Linked DNA regions of Sus scrofa: region 1 is linked to region 2. Evidence: chromatin contacts called from public Hi-C data. All regions are on one chromosome and are shown on one strand. The core of a region is the stretch at or near the end of the contact, and the rest is flanking DNA. Distances in the headings are between cores, read along the strand shown.

What was found. Hi-C and Micro-C count contacts between places; a contact is called where the count stands out from the background.
Region 1: a contact with region 2 is called in a Hi-C map of skeletal muscle, with 1.7 times the contacts expected there. The contact joins two enhancer-like sites. A contact is called at or near these places in 6 of 47 Hi-C or Micro-C datasets (embryonic fibroblasts, epiblast stem cells, fetal skeletal muscle and 2 more) and 1 of 2 datasets of contacts at active chromatin or transcription factors (skeletal muscle).

Annotation. Positions count from the first base shown.
Region 1 is chr11:51,857,579-51,864,499 of Sscrofa11.1, forward strand. LOC102162312 (a long non-coding RNA gene) reads right to left here. Exons shown (of 3, transcript XR_306270.3): 3 at 4,960-5,496. Among named protein-coding and RNA genes, the nearest start is that of SPRY2, 300 kb to the right of the region's middle. Within about 2 kb of position 4,718, at least 11 of the 83 cell types and tissues checked have an H3K27ac peak or open chromatin away from gene starts, as enhancers often do. A contact at or near this core is called in fetal skeletal muscle and skeletal muscle, where this site is marked.
Region 2 is chr11:51,744,521-51,751,507 of Sscrofa11.1, forward strand. No RefSeq gene overlaps it. Among named protein-coding and RNA genes, the nearest start is that of NDFIP2, 250 kb to the left of the region's middle. Within about 2 kb of position 2,876, at least 27 of the 83 cell types and tissues checked have an H3K27ac peak or open chromatin away from gene starts, as enhancers often do. A contact at or near this core is called in fetal skeletal muscle and skeletal muscle, where this site is marked.

The sequences.
Region 1 (6,921 bases), core at 3,468-5,967, 110 kb after region 2:
GGAATCTCGTTTTTGCAAGATGAGAAGAGGTCTGTGGAGGGATGGTGGTTACAATTGCACAACAATGGAAATGTACTAATGCCACTGAGCTATTCACATAACAGTGGTTACGATGGTAAGTTTTATGTCATGAGTATATTATCACAGTTTTTTGAAGGCAAAACAGAATACTTTATCTTTTTTCATTGAAGTATATATTGTTAACTTAAAATTTTATACTAGTTTCATGTGTACAGCTTAGCAATTCAATACTTTTTATAGATTATACTCTGTATAAAGTTTTCATAAAATATTGGCTATGGTCCCTGTGCTGTACATCACATTCTCATAACTTATTTATTTTGTATCTGGTAATTTGTACCTCTTGTTCTCTTTCACCCATCTTGCCCCTCCCCCCATTTGTCTCTCTTCTGATAACCACTAGTTTGTTCTCTGTAAGTCTGTTTCTGTTTTTGTTGTGTATATTTATTTATTTCTTTTTATTTCTTCGATTCCACATAGAAGTGAAAACTTACGGTACTTATCTTTCTCTCTCTGACTTATTTCATTAAGCATAACATAATACCCTCCAGGCCCATCCATGTTGTTGCAAATGGCAAAATTCCATTCTTTTATATGGCTAATATTCCAGTGTGTGTGTGTGTGTGTGTGCGTGTGTGTGTATAAAATACGTTCATCTGCTGATGGACACTTAGTTGCTTCCATATCTTGTCTACTGTAAATAAAGCTGCTCTGAACATTGGGATGCACAAAAAACTTCCAAAGCAAAGACGAATATAGCATACATTGCTCAGATCTTGGTTTCCAAATACCATTTTCCAATAAAACAGACCAAGATTTTTTTTTGAGAAATGGCTGTTTCTAGGGTCGGGACAGAGAAAGTACAAGGTAAACCTGGAGAATCTTACCAAAAAATTAATGAAGGGCTCAGAGAAACAAAGGGCACAGAATGAATCAGAACAATAGCAAATGTTGGGACATGTCAAAGGGACACAGCAGCCAACTAAATATGCCAACTGGCCAAAGCTGGAAAAATTTGAGCAATAAGGTAGATAATGTAAAGTGCTATTGGATTCTCGCCCAAAGTATGAAATAAACATCTATGAGTCCATACTAATATAAATCAGTATTATCAAAATTAATAAATAGAAGAGGTGGGTCCAGTCTTCCTTACAGAAGAATTTTAAATAATACATGTAGGTATTCTCTCCTCTAGGAGGTGAAGCTTAGTTTCTACCTTTTCAACTGAGTGTAGGCTCTTTCACAACTGGCTTAGTGAATAGCGTGTGGAAAGGGGGAAAAATTAATTTTGCAATGAGGAAACCTAGCCAACACCGCCTTCATCAAGGTTAACACCAGCGATAAGTGAGGCTGATGACACATACTCACATGATGTGAGAAAGAAAGGTCATTTCTCTGCAGCATTTTCCCCCAAGCCCATAAATCTAATCTAATCGTGAGGAAAACATCACAGAACCTCAAATTGAGGAGCATTTTATAAAACACCAGACCAGGACTCTTCAAAGTTGTCAAGGTCCTCAAAAACAAGACTGAGAAATTGTCACAGACTATAGGACACTAAGGAGACATAAGGACTTAGTGCAATACGCTACCCTGAATGGGATCCTGGGGCAGAGAAAGCAAATTAATGAGAAAACTGGAGAAATCTGAATTAAATCTGGAGTTCATTTGATAGTGTAAACCAGTGTGAATTTCTTATTTTGACAAATGCACCATGATTATATAATTGTCAAATTAGGGGAATCTGCGTGGGGTATCTAGGGCTTTTTTTGTACTAGCCTTAGATCTTCACTATAAAGCTTATTTTTTATAAAGGAATTTAAGTTAACTTGCCTTAGCATGATAAACTATATCTGCTTCAAACCAACAGCCAATCAGATATTAAAGGATATTGGAGATTTTTAAAAATTAGAAAAAAATCTAAGAAATAGTGAACCAATAAATAATGTATAATGTTTATGAAGCAATTGTGATAGGACCTAGCACTTAATAAATGTTCAAGAAGTGATAAATATTATCACTTAACATTATTTTGGAAGTACTTGATTATGAAAAAAATGAAAGTTGTATTGGGAGGAAGGAAAAATATTTTTCCCTTTATTCTGCATTTTAAAAATATATTATTTATGTATCCTCATAAACAGTAAAGAATCAATTGAATAACTATTATTAGTAGAAACTATAAATGTTTAGTGAACTGACTTGGCACAAGATTAATACATTTATTAACTTTTCTATGTTCCAGCAAAAACAATCTACATAAAAACAGTGGAAAAAGGAAATAGTAATAGAATTAAACAGCATAATCTGTCTAGAAATTATCTAAGTGTCAAATAGTAAAGAAATGAAAGACGTAATTCATGGTTTATCTACATGATGGAATATAATGCAGGCGTATATATTTGTGTTTTCAGGAGAGTTTGTGGTTCTAAGTCAGATGTCTACTATAAAGTAAAAATTCAAGATGCCAAAGTATAGCCTAAGTAGATTCACAACTGGGAGGAAATTATGCAAATATAAACCCCTAAAATCGATCCCCTTTTTCTTTTTATGGCCGCACCTGTGGCATATGAAAGTTCTCAGGGCCACAGTCACAGCAATGCCAGATCCAAGCTGCGTCTGCCACCTACGCCGCAGCTGGTGGCAACTCCAGATCCTTAACCCACTGAGCGAGGCCAGGAATCGACCCCGCATCCTCATGGATGCTAGTCAGATTCATCACCCACTGAGCCACAACTGGAACTCCCTCAGTGAGGGTTTTTGATGTGAGATGACATGGATCAATGTGGCCATTTAGAGCTGCCAGCTTCTTTTCTGCAAATTTTAGGTGGCTGTTACAAAAAGGGGGAGGTGAATGAGATGCATATTAAACATACACAAGGAGATCCCAAATAGGTGGTTGAGGGGAAAACAGGAGAGGTAAGACTGGTGACGGACATTTGGAGGTCACCCAGCAGTGGTTAAAGCCACAGACCTACATGAGATGAACTCTGTGAGCTGAGGCCTGAGCCCAGGCCACTGTACCGATTTTCCCTTTGATGTCATCTTAATAACGTCACATAGAAGTAACAACACCTACTGATTGTGAATATTTCAAGTGACTTTGCATGTTTAAAATTACAAATGCCTTCAGACCTAAATGGGCAAGAGTGTAAAACACGGAGAACACATAGGCAATGCTGGTAGAAGCAGAAGTTGATTCATCCACCTTGGAAAATCATTCAGCATTACCTCATTAAGCCTAGGCTTTTCTTCTCAGTTATTTTGTCTCTTTGGGTTTTTTGGTTTTGTTTTGTTTTTACTTTTCTGTTTTTTTTTGAAGTGTGGTTGACTTACGATATTGTGCTCATTTCAGGTGTACAGCAAAGTGATTCTATTTTTTCATGGTAGTTTATTACAAGGTACTGAATATAGTTCCTGGTGCTCTGCAGTAGGTCCTTGTTGTTTATTTTATATATGGTAGTTTATATATGTTAATACCATACTCCCAATTTATTCCTTCCGTTCCACCTTCCCCTTTGGTAACCATGCATTTTTTTCCCTATGTCTGTGAGTCTATTTATGTTTTGTAAATAAGTTCATTTTACTATTTTTTAGATTCCATATATAAGCGATATCGTGTAATATTTGTCTTCCTCTGACATATTTCACTTAACATGATGATCTCTAGGTTCATTCTTGTTGCTACAAATGGCGTTATTTCATTCTTTTTAATGGCTGAGTAGTATTCCATTTGTGTTTGTGTGTGTGTGTGTGTGTGTGTCTGTACATTCTACATCTTCTTTATCCATTGTTGATGGACATTCAAGTTGCTTCCATGTCTTGGCTATTATAAATAGTGTTAAATATGAACATAAGGTGCATCTTTTCACTTTTGGGGGTAGTAGTAGAATCCTCAGTTTGTATCCAGAGACGAAACAATTATTTACTTTTATCTGTATACGTGGAAGTAGTTTGAATGTTCCTGTCTGCATAAAAAAATCCTTCTTCCTAAGTCAGTATAGATTAAGGGGAAAAAAAGGATTGTGGAGTGATAGAAAATTAAGCAATTAAACCATATGACATATTTCAAAGATTCAACAACTCAGACTGACTTACAACTAGCTTTTAAGATTTTCACATTAAGAGCTGACTAGTGGTTTACTGTTTGGTGGGCAGTGGTTGGTCCAGAGAATGCAGGTGGGTTGGAGTGTGATTTATATGGCTACAACAGGTGCAGTTGGGGCATCTCTCCAGAGGTGTTGGGAAAACTGAACAGTGACAAAAATATCTCAACAAACTCTGACGTTGCCCCTCAAGCTCTGCACTTTATCCCGAAGACCTTCAGACATCCATAGTCAGCCACAACTACTTTTAACACATTCTTGCTTTAAAAAAAAAACTGACATCATAAGTTCTGTACTAAGAATAAGCAAACATTTGTACAGTAGCAGCCTTCCAAAGGAAAGTCTTTGTGCCAGAGGGCAAAATTGATGGGAAGGTTTTGTCCACTGCACATGCAGTTTTGGCTTTTTGCAGTTTCTTTTAGAGGATGTTGAACCGAAGTGGAAATTTGCTGTGACATGTATGCGATAATAACGTTGTCCCTCACAGGGACATTGCATTTGAAACTTTGCTGAAGAATCTTAACAGTGCCCTGCAATTTGACACCACCCTCTAGGAGGGGCTGAGCCTCGAGCCATTACATCAGCCCGAGGAAAAGTTCTCCTTCCTTCCCCCTTCCTCCCTGCTCTTCACTTCTGTGAACCCTCTTTGTAACCCGCAGGCTCTGTAAAGTTGAGAGCAAGAGAATGCAAGTTGTGTCGGAAAGAATGAAGAGTTCGCCAGCTTAGAACAGAAAGCGAATTACTGAACTATTAAGCTCCATTAACAAGTGAAAAGTGAACTAAGTTGTTCCAGAGTGATTTTTTAATTCTGTCAAATAAAGAGGACCCAGACTGCAGGGTAAACTCGTATTTATTAGTTTGGGTTAATGAGTTTTTCCATAAGCAGAATTTCTTAAATTTTATTGAATCAATAAAGTCCCCATTTGGAAATCTGGTTTTTCCCACCAGAGTAGGATTTTAATTGAGCGGACAGCAAACACTCAAGTGCTGTAAAGTGACTGGATGAAGGTGAACTGGCCTACAGGTGATACTGGCTTGGTAGACAGGGTTACGGAAGTCCTTGATTGGAATGCAATCTCTGCTACGTACCTCTTGAGCATTAAGTATTATCTCTACGGTGACGGTGTTTTCACTGTATTTATTACCAAAGAATCCTTGTAAGAATAGAAACATCAGGGCCTCTCCTTGAAAGAGGACCTCTGTATCTTTTCTTCTAGCCTCTGAGTGCACAGAGCGCTAGGCACCACTATGTGGAGCATCTTGAAATTCTCCCAAGAAGGATGGGTCTGGGCTGTGGTCGCCTCTGTTGAATGCAGGTAGCCTTGAAGGACACACCTGGCCTGGTCAGTTGCTTTGTGAACATCTGCTTCTGTTTATAAGAGAGTCCAAGGAGAAAAGTATAAATATCTCCCCATCATTTGAAAACAGTATGAAGTCTGTGCTTTGCGATAGTTAGTCGATACTGTAGTTCCCCCCTTATCCGAGGAAGATACGGTCAAAGACACCCAGTGGATGCCTGAAACTGTGGATATATACTATATATATACTAGTATATAGTATACTAGTATATGTATATAATAGTATAGTATATATATGTACTAGTATATAGTATATAATAGTATACTATAGTATATAATAGTATACTATAGTATATAATAGTATACTAGTATATAATAGTATAGTATATATATATTACACATGTACATATATATTATATATGTACTATATACATCATATATATATATAAAATGTATATAGTATACAAGCCATATATATATACTATGTTTTTTCTTATATATACATACCTTTGATAAAGTTTAATTTATAAATTAGGCACAATAAGAGATTAACAACAGAAACTATTAATGAAATAGAACAATTGTAATGATATGCTATGATAAAGTTACATGGATGTGGTCTCTCTCCGTTTTTAAAAAGTTTGCTTGAAGTATAGTTGATTTACAATGGTGTGATAATTTCTGCTTACAACAAAGTGATTCTGTTAAACATGTACACTCATCCATTTTTTTCAGATTCTTTTCCCAAATAGATTATCACAGAATACTGGGTAGACGTCCTCGCTCTATACAGCAGGTCCTGTTGGCCAGTCGTTCCATAAACCACAGAGTGCACATGCCAGTCCCAACCCCTCTACCTGTCCCCTTTGGTAACTGTAACTGAAACTGTTTGCTTTCCAAGTAAGTGAGTCCTGCAAATACATTCATTTTATGTTATCTTTTTTTTTTTTAAGATTCCACATATAAGTGACATCGTAACTTATTGTACAAATGTAATGTCTTTTCCATCTTAACTAAGCACTTATCAGGCACTGTGGTCCCAACTTTTGCAGTTGAAAGTGAGATAGCAAACCCAGCACGAATGTCTTTTTCCTTCTTCACAATTTCATGGATAGGAGATTTGTTCTTCTGGTAGAGCTTAGCCACCTCAGCATATGATTTTTTTTCTTTCCTTAAGCCTAGAACTTTCAACTTTCACTTAGAGGAAACACTGTTATGTCTTCTCTTTGGCTCATCTGAGTTGCCAGCATCACTACCCCTGTGCTCTGGGGCTATTATTTAAGTAAAATAAGAGTGACTTAAACACAAGCCCTGGGATACCATGGCAGTCGACCTGATAACCCAGCAGCAACTAAGAGACTCGGGGGCTGGATACTCTGGACAAAGAGACAGTTCACATCCCACGTGGGATGAGGCCGGAGTGCATGCGATTTCATCATGCTTCCCAGAATGGCATGCAATTTTAAACTTCCGAATTGTTTGTTTATTTCTGGAAT
Region 2 (6,987 bases), core at 1,626-4,125:
TCAGACAAGGTATTGTCATGCGGATTACACTGATTAGCGCTACGTCAGTTAGGTAACAGGAGCCCTTTCAATGGTGTCCTAGGATTCTGTCAGGTTGACTGTTCAAACACTGGTTTTTGGGATCCCCTCCAGCATTCCTTAATGTAATTCAGGCACGTTATTGCAGGTTTTATTTGAGAAAGGGGCTACTTACTTGTCACTTAGTATATCTTGAGTTTTAAGTCAAAATCTTAGCCAAAAAAAAAAAAAAAAAAAAAAGCAAAAGATAGGAGAGGATATGGTGTAAAGTGGGGGTAACTTGGGGGGAGGCTGAAAAGAACATAATGCAGTAGCGTATCAAATGCCAAACTTCCATTAAGGGCGCTGTGTTCTGGGGAATGTGGTTTTTGTTTTGTTTTACATAGAAACTGTAATAATTTTGTGCCTGTTTAGGGTTTTACGCTTCCAAGGGTAATGATCTAGTGAATTAAACAAACAAACAAAAAAACAGGGATATAGGCAAAAAAGTTCAGGTTTGAGCTGCTTACAGGGCTGGACCCATGTGCTTCTGTGTTCCACCCTTGGGTGGGAGAGAACGCTCTAGGCTCCTGGTGGATACCCAGTTCACCGTGGTGTGGGGTTGGACTGGATGCTCTTAGAAGGGAGGCAAATTCCTGGGAGCCAGGGCAGAGGCAGTGGCTCCAGGTGAGTCAAACTGTTAGTGCTGCTGGAAGGAAAAGGCCCGGCAGCTCCTTGGAGATGCTTAGAACTTTGGCGAAGGCAGAGGAGATGAGATTTTAGAAAATCCACCATTGGACAGAGTCTCTTAGGTAAATATGAATCATCAAGATTTGGCAGAATTTCTCTGTGCAGAATCTCTGTAGATTCCCCCATAAGGAAGTTTCTCCTAACCTGACATAGATGAGAGATTGAGAACAGCAAGCGTTCCAGAAGCATATGCTCTGCTGATTCTAAGCAAGGACCTTTTCCAGACCTGACCCTTTTCCCTCCTCAGTTCTCCAGGCATTCTGATCCTGTCCTGGAGTGCCTTCAGGATACACAGCCCTGAGATGCTTTTTAAATTATGAAATATAAATATAACATAACCCTCAGTCACCTCTAGGCTAAATCTAATGGAAATACAGGCTCCATCATTTTACTGCATTTTTCTTTAGGATCTGGGTTATTTATTAATAATGTACCCCCATACCCTACCACAAATATACACATGTATACGCAACACACACTCACAGATGCATGCAGATACAGCACTGGATATTCTGGATTGGTCAGTTTCTTCTTTTTTTTTTTTTTTCTTTTTATCAGACAGTACCTGATAGGTCAGAGCAATGCAGCCAAAACCAGCCCAACCAGGGAGGCAATTTGGCACAATAACAAGTGCAAGCTCAGTAAAGAGTGTTCTTTTAAAATTTATCTATCAATTATGGCCTTGGGTAGTTGATATAAACTCTCCACAACTTAAGGTCCTAATGAGTAAAAAAAGGTTTCATAGAATTACTCACAGTATTATCTATCTACCTATCTATTTACATTTTAATACATACCTTTAAAAAAAGTGTCTATCTAGCTTGGTACCTGCATCCAATAAAGGGGATTACTGTTTCTCTTCTCATATGGGCTAAAGACCTCCTTATAAAAATTGAAGCCTAAAATCAATTTGTGGCTATTTAAAAAACTGTAGTACTTTGAAGAATGCATCTCTCCCCCTCTGTTTGTTTCCTGGGAGAGCTAGTCTTCTTTGCAGTTACAAATGCCATCAGGATAATACATAGGTACAGCCTTTGCATTGTGGTGTTCAGATAGCTCTGGTGAATTGTTAGCTGATTTATAAGACTGTTGAAAAAAAAGGGAGATGCAAGAATATTTCTCTATCTCTGCTGGTTCAAGTTACACATTCCCATTTCAAAACTGGTGTCATTCATTCTGAACGGTCTCAAACAACCCTAAAGCAGAGGATCCATCTTTGATCTATTTAGCATGGACTATTTGCTTTCCTTATGAGTCTGATTTTTGAGTCAATGCCCTTAAAAGAATAATAATATTTTCTTCAACACTATCTTTAGACCTTTCCCAGTTAGATGCTTTCAAGTATCTTTTTCTTTCCCTTCTGGCTTCTCCCAGCTGTTGAAGCTGTCTTAGGATGCTGCCAACTTCCATGGCCCCCTTGAGAAACCATCTCATAGACGGGTTGGGATGGGGGTTGGAGGCTGGGGGTGGGCAGATAGTTTCCTCCTGAGATAAAGGTGATACGACCCACATCCATGCCTGGGTATCTTTTCCCTCACACGTAGCTGTTAATTCTGCTTTTGAAAGTCAGGTTTTAAAAGAAAGAGAAAAAAAAGAAAAGAAAAGAAAAGAAATGCTCTTGCTGAAGGACTGCGGAGAAGGGAGCAGGAGTGGTTGCTCTGAGCTTTGAAACATGCACGCGTGTGTGTGACACACACACACACACACACACACACACACACACACACGGACAAAAGGATAAGTTGAAAAAGAATGCAGCAACCCCTGCTTGTCTAACAGTCTGGTCAGCCCCACAGATGAGGAAGTGCTGCTTTGTTCCAAGCCAAAGCCTTGTTTTCTTGTTCATTGTCTTTCAGGGTAAAATCCGGGGGTGGGGGGTGGGGCATTCACCTGTCTGATGCAAAGTTAAACTGCTGGCTTTAATGTGACTGCATGGGAACTCGGGTTTATTAATGAATACAACATACCCTCTTTGATTTGAAAGCTTTCACCCCGCTGAAAAGATTCAAAAGGCATCGCTTCCTGCACCAGAGGCATTCCTTTATCCGTCTCAGTGGTTCTCCCCTACCCAGCTGCTATATCTCATTAACAAGCATTTGACCACTGCAGCAGGCCTGGGAGTGTTGACACTTGAAAGGCCCAGGCAGGCGTGGGCAGGCCATCAGCTATGGCAACAGGAAACTGCCCCGGAGACAACACTGAGAAAACAGCAGCTGCAAAAGCCAAAGTCAGAACAGACATAAAGGATTGCCTATCTCCACATCGGGCTGGGGTATCGGTGCGTGCCTGTGGGTCTGAATTCACACGTCTATTTACTCTCTTTATGGGATATAAGGTTCGCTACCGACATGGATCAGACTCTAGACTTGTTGACAACCCAGAATGATTTTTGGACTTGAAGGCTCTTGAATCCTTAGGTTTGAAAAACCTTATTCTCTTCAATAATGTGCCTTCCTATTTATACACATGAGAACATTCACCAGAGGCCTTAAACTTGATATACACACTCACTGGAAGAAGTCGTATGTACAATAAAAATGTGCCTGCCTGAATCCGTGTCCGCTTTTCATGCTACCGTATTATTTTTCAGAAACAAGTCAACCTGTAAAACTGTCCCATAAATATGTAAGATTATTCTGAGCGTCTTTGGTTTAGGAATCAAACTGTGATGGTTTCATGTAGAATATTTAAGAACAAAACAGTCATTTCAGTTGTGTAAAGACAGCTCATAAAATGAAGTGGGATATTCCACATATGTTCTTATTGATTACAGTAATTTTAAATGTCTATTTTAATCAAATTTATTTGCCATTCATTGAAATGTAGGCTATAGAGGACCATGCCCCTACATTGACTGCGAAATGTTATCACTGTATTTATCAGAGGAGCTCAAAGTACAGATGTCAATTAGAGTGTCTCAGGCAGTGGTTGGATGTCTCCAAATCTTGAGTGTCTGTGTTCAAGCTTATAAGTGTATTTTTTGAGGATAGGTAAGCAGTGGTTCAAAATCAGTTTTTCATTCATAAAGAAAATGAAGTCACTTCATGTTAAAGAAAGAAACTAAATGAAAAAAGATGCTAATGTTACAAGTGAGGTTAGTTGACTGCCACTCAAAGAATACTGAATTTTTTTGCTGTCATCCTCTGTACATTAGACTCATAATTATTATACTACCTGTACTAATACTTTTTTCTTTTCAATAATTTAGATTTATTTACATTTGTCTATCACTCATCATAAAACTACGCTGAATGATTCAGGTTGTTACTCTAAAATGGTTAATTAGATAAAATGCATGTAAACTTATTTTAAAATTGTTGCCAATTAACTCCTTTCTTGTCAGAAAATGTCTCTTGAATACACTGAATTTTCCAGTTCTACCTTCTCCACATTTTTTTTTTTTCCTTTCACTTTTCACGTTCCAGAGAAAGAGAAAAATATACCAACCACCCCTGAAAGTTTATGTTCTTGACGATACGGTAGAGATAGAAACTTCCTCCTGAGGGCCATTCAGACATTTCCATTTGGCTTGGTTTTTCCATCACAGTTGTGCTGGGTCACGCTCATGTCTGATGGGCAGGAAGATGCCCAGGCTCTAGAAACAGACGCCTTGGGAGCAGCTTCCCATTCTGCCACCTAACAGCAAGGCAGACCTCGATTAAGTAACTTAAGTTTTTTTATGCCTCACTAAGACTTACTAGTCTGTTAAATAGGGGTGAATTAATAGTCCTTAGTTCATAGGGTATTGAGAGGATTATATGGGTTTGTACACACATAAGCACTTCAACAACGCCTATCACATACTGAGCCTCAGTCGCACACTGAGGACTCAATGCATGTTACCCATTAGTGTTAATATCAACACTTTCCCTACCATCTCATACTCTCCCCCTCTACACTGCTCTATGTTGCCGCAGAGTTTACTGTAGCTTATGTTGTCATATGTGTGTGTTGATTTATTTATTTTATAAAACCCTTCCCATATCTTTCCCCACTCTAAGACACACACATGTAAAATAAGCTCTGTGAAACCATGAGTGTTATGTCTTATCTGCAGTTTATTCTCTTGAGTCTAGTATAGTTTTGACATATCCTAACGACTCAATAGATTTGTTGAATCTTGAATACTGAACAAATGAATTTGTAGATCTAAGCTCAGAGGCAAAAGGAAGCGAGAATGGGTTTTAATAAATTAACTGCATAATGGTAAAATGCCTGATGTGTATAGTTCTAGGGCCAGGTCGAATACTATTTTAATGAATACCTATATTCATCTATACTATAAAATTGATGCCAGTGCCCTGGCTGAAACCTTGATAATATTGCTGCATTTTTTTTTTTTTTCCTTTTTCTAGCTGCACTTGCAGAATATGGAAGTCCCCAGGCCAGGGGTCAAATCGGAGCTGCAGCAGAGGCCTTTGTCACAATGACAGCAACAGCAGATCCTTAATCCACTGAGTAAGTCCAAGGATTGAAGCAGCATCCTCACAGAGATAATAGGTCCTTAACCTGCTGAGCCACAATGGGAACTCTATAACGTTGCTGCATTTAATTCTATTGGACTAATGATTCCGATTTCCCATCCTGTTTAACAATCATTCTAGTATTTTTCAAAGAGTAAGTGGTTTAGGTATAGGGCTCTTAGTTGAATCCTACAACATATAATATTTTAAATAAAATTGACCTGATTTTCAGACAAGATCAGGCATGTTCAGGGTGGTATGGCCGTAGACAAATTTGACCTGATTTTCAGAGTGTTGTTTGGAGTCTTTGTAAGTTAAACTTTTATTTTTGGTAAAAAATTTTTTTTCTAGTAGTTGTTTGGGGGATTCAGGGATGAAGGAAACCACAGCATGAAAATAAGACCATGTAGCATCCAATCAAGACAGGTTTGGACCATATTTTATGACAATTTCTAGAACCAGCCAAGAGCTTCTATAACAACTTTTTTTGAGCTGCACATTATGTGATTTCTGAAACTGTAGTAATTTCTACATATTTGTTCTTTTGTTACCCTTGCCTATTCTTTGTTGTTTATACTGTTATTTTGGAGGAAGTGGGAGCTTGTAACACTGTCTTCTACCTCGGAGTTTACCTTGCAGACTGTTGACTTGGGTAAATGGAGGTATCTGTGAGGAAGGAAGGAAAAGTACCTGATGCTTGAAGGACCCTGGCAATAAAGTAGGGGCTCCAGGAGCAAAGGAGACGCTTATCTCAAAGGCCTTTACGCACTGAGGCCTGAAAGCCATGCCTCAGTCCTGGCAACCGTTGGGTTGCAGTCAGACCAGGGCAGAGGTAAATTGTAGGTTATTTGGGGGCAATTTTTCAGAGTTGAAAATTTTCCAAACCACTCAAAGATATACTGTGTGAGCACCAAGCTGATGCCTCCTATCAGTCTTAGCCTCACTCAGATTCAGTGATATATACATATATAAAAGAATTCAGCAGTTCCCTGGTGGCCTAATGGTTAAGGACACAGCATTGTCCCTGCTGCGGCTGGGCTTACTATATGGCCCAGGTTCAATCTCTGGTCCAGGACCTTCTGCATGTTGCTGGCATGGCCAAAAACCAACCAAACAAAAAAGAATTCACTCCACCTTAGCATTAATTGACTTAAAAAGTGTAACTTTACTCACACATAAAAATCTCCCCCATCCCAAATGACCCACTTTGAAAAGGAGAGAATTAGTATCCATGCTAGACACAGCTCCTCTCATTTTAATCCTTACTGTCATCTGTCATGATCAGTATTTTATCCCCATTTTCTAGGTGATGGTATGAGAGGCAGAGACCAGCTTGGCTGTTTTCCTAAGGTGACACAGGTAGTACGCAAGTCCTTTGAACTCAAGCGACATATAGACCTTTCAATTAAATTTTCCTTCTCTTCCACCCCGTTGTCTGGAGAACATCTAAAATTGCATTAAATACTACAAAGAAGTGGACTTCATTCTGAGATGTTAGATTTCAGAGAGGCCTTTTCAAAATGTTCCAAAGATGCCAGTTCCTGTGAGAAACTGTGTGACAATTAAGACCTTCACCTTCGGGTGGCAGCTGAGGAATGTATTAGAAACAGGACCCAAAGTGGTGTTACGTCACTTCTATAAAAAACACAGGAAGGAGAGGAGGAAAGAGTGGGCAGTGAGAGAAACCAAAAAAAAACCTGAGTTGCTCTGGGTTCGCAGGCACATTGGGATCTGAAGAATGTGAGGTCTGCGTGGGATATCAAAGCACTGTGCTCAT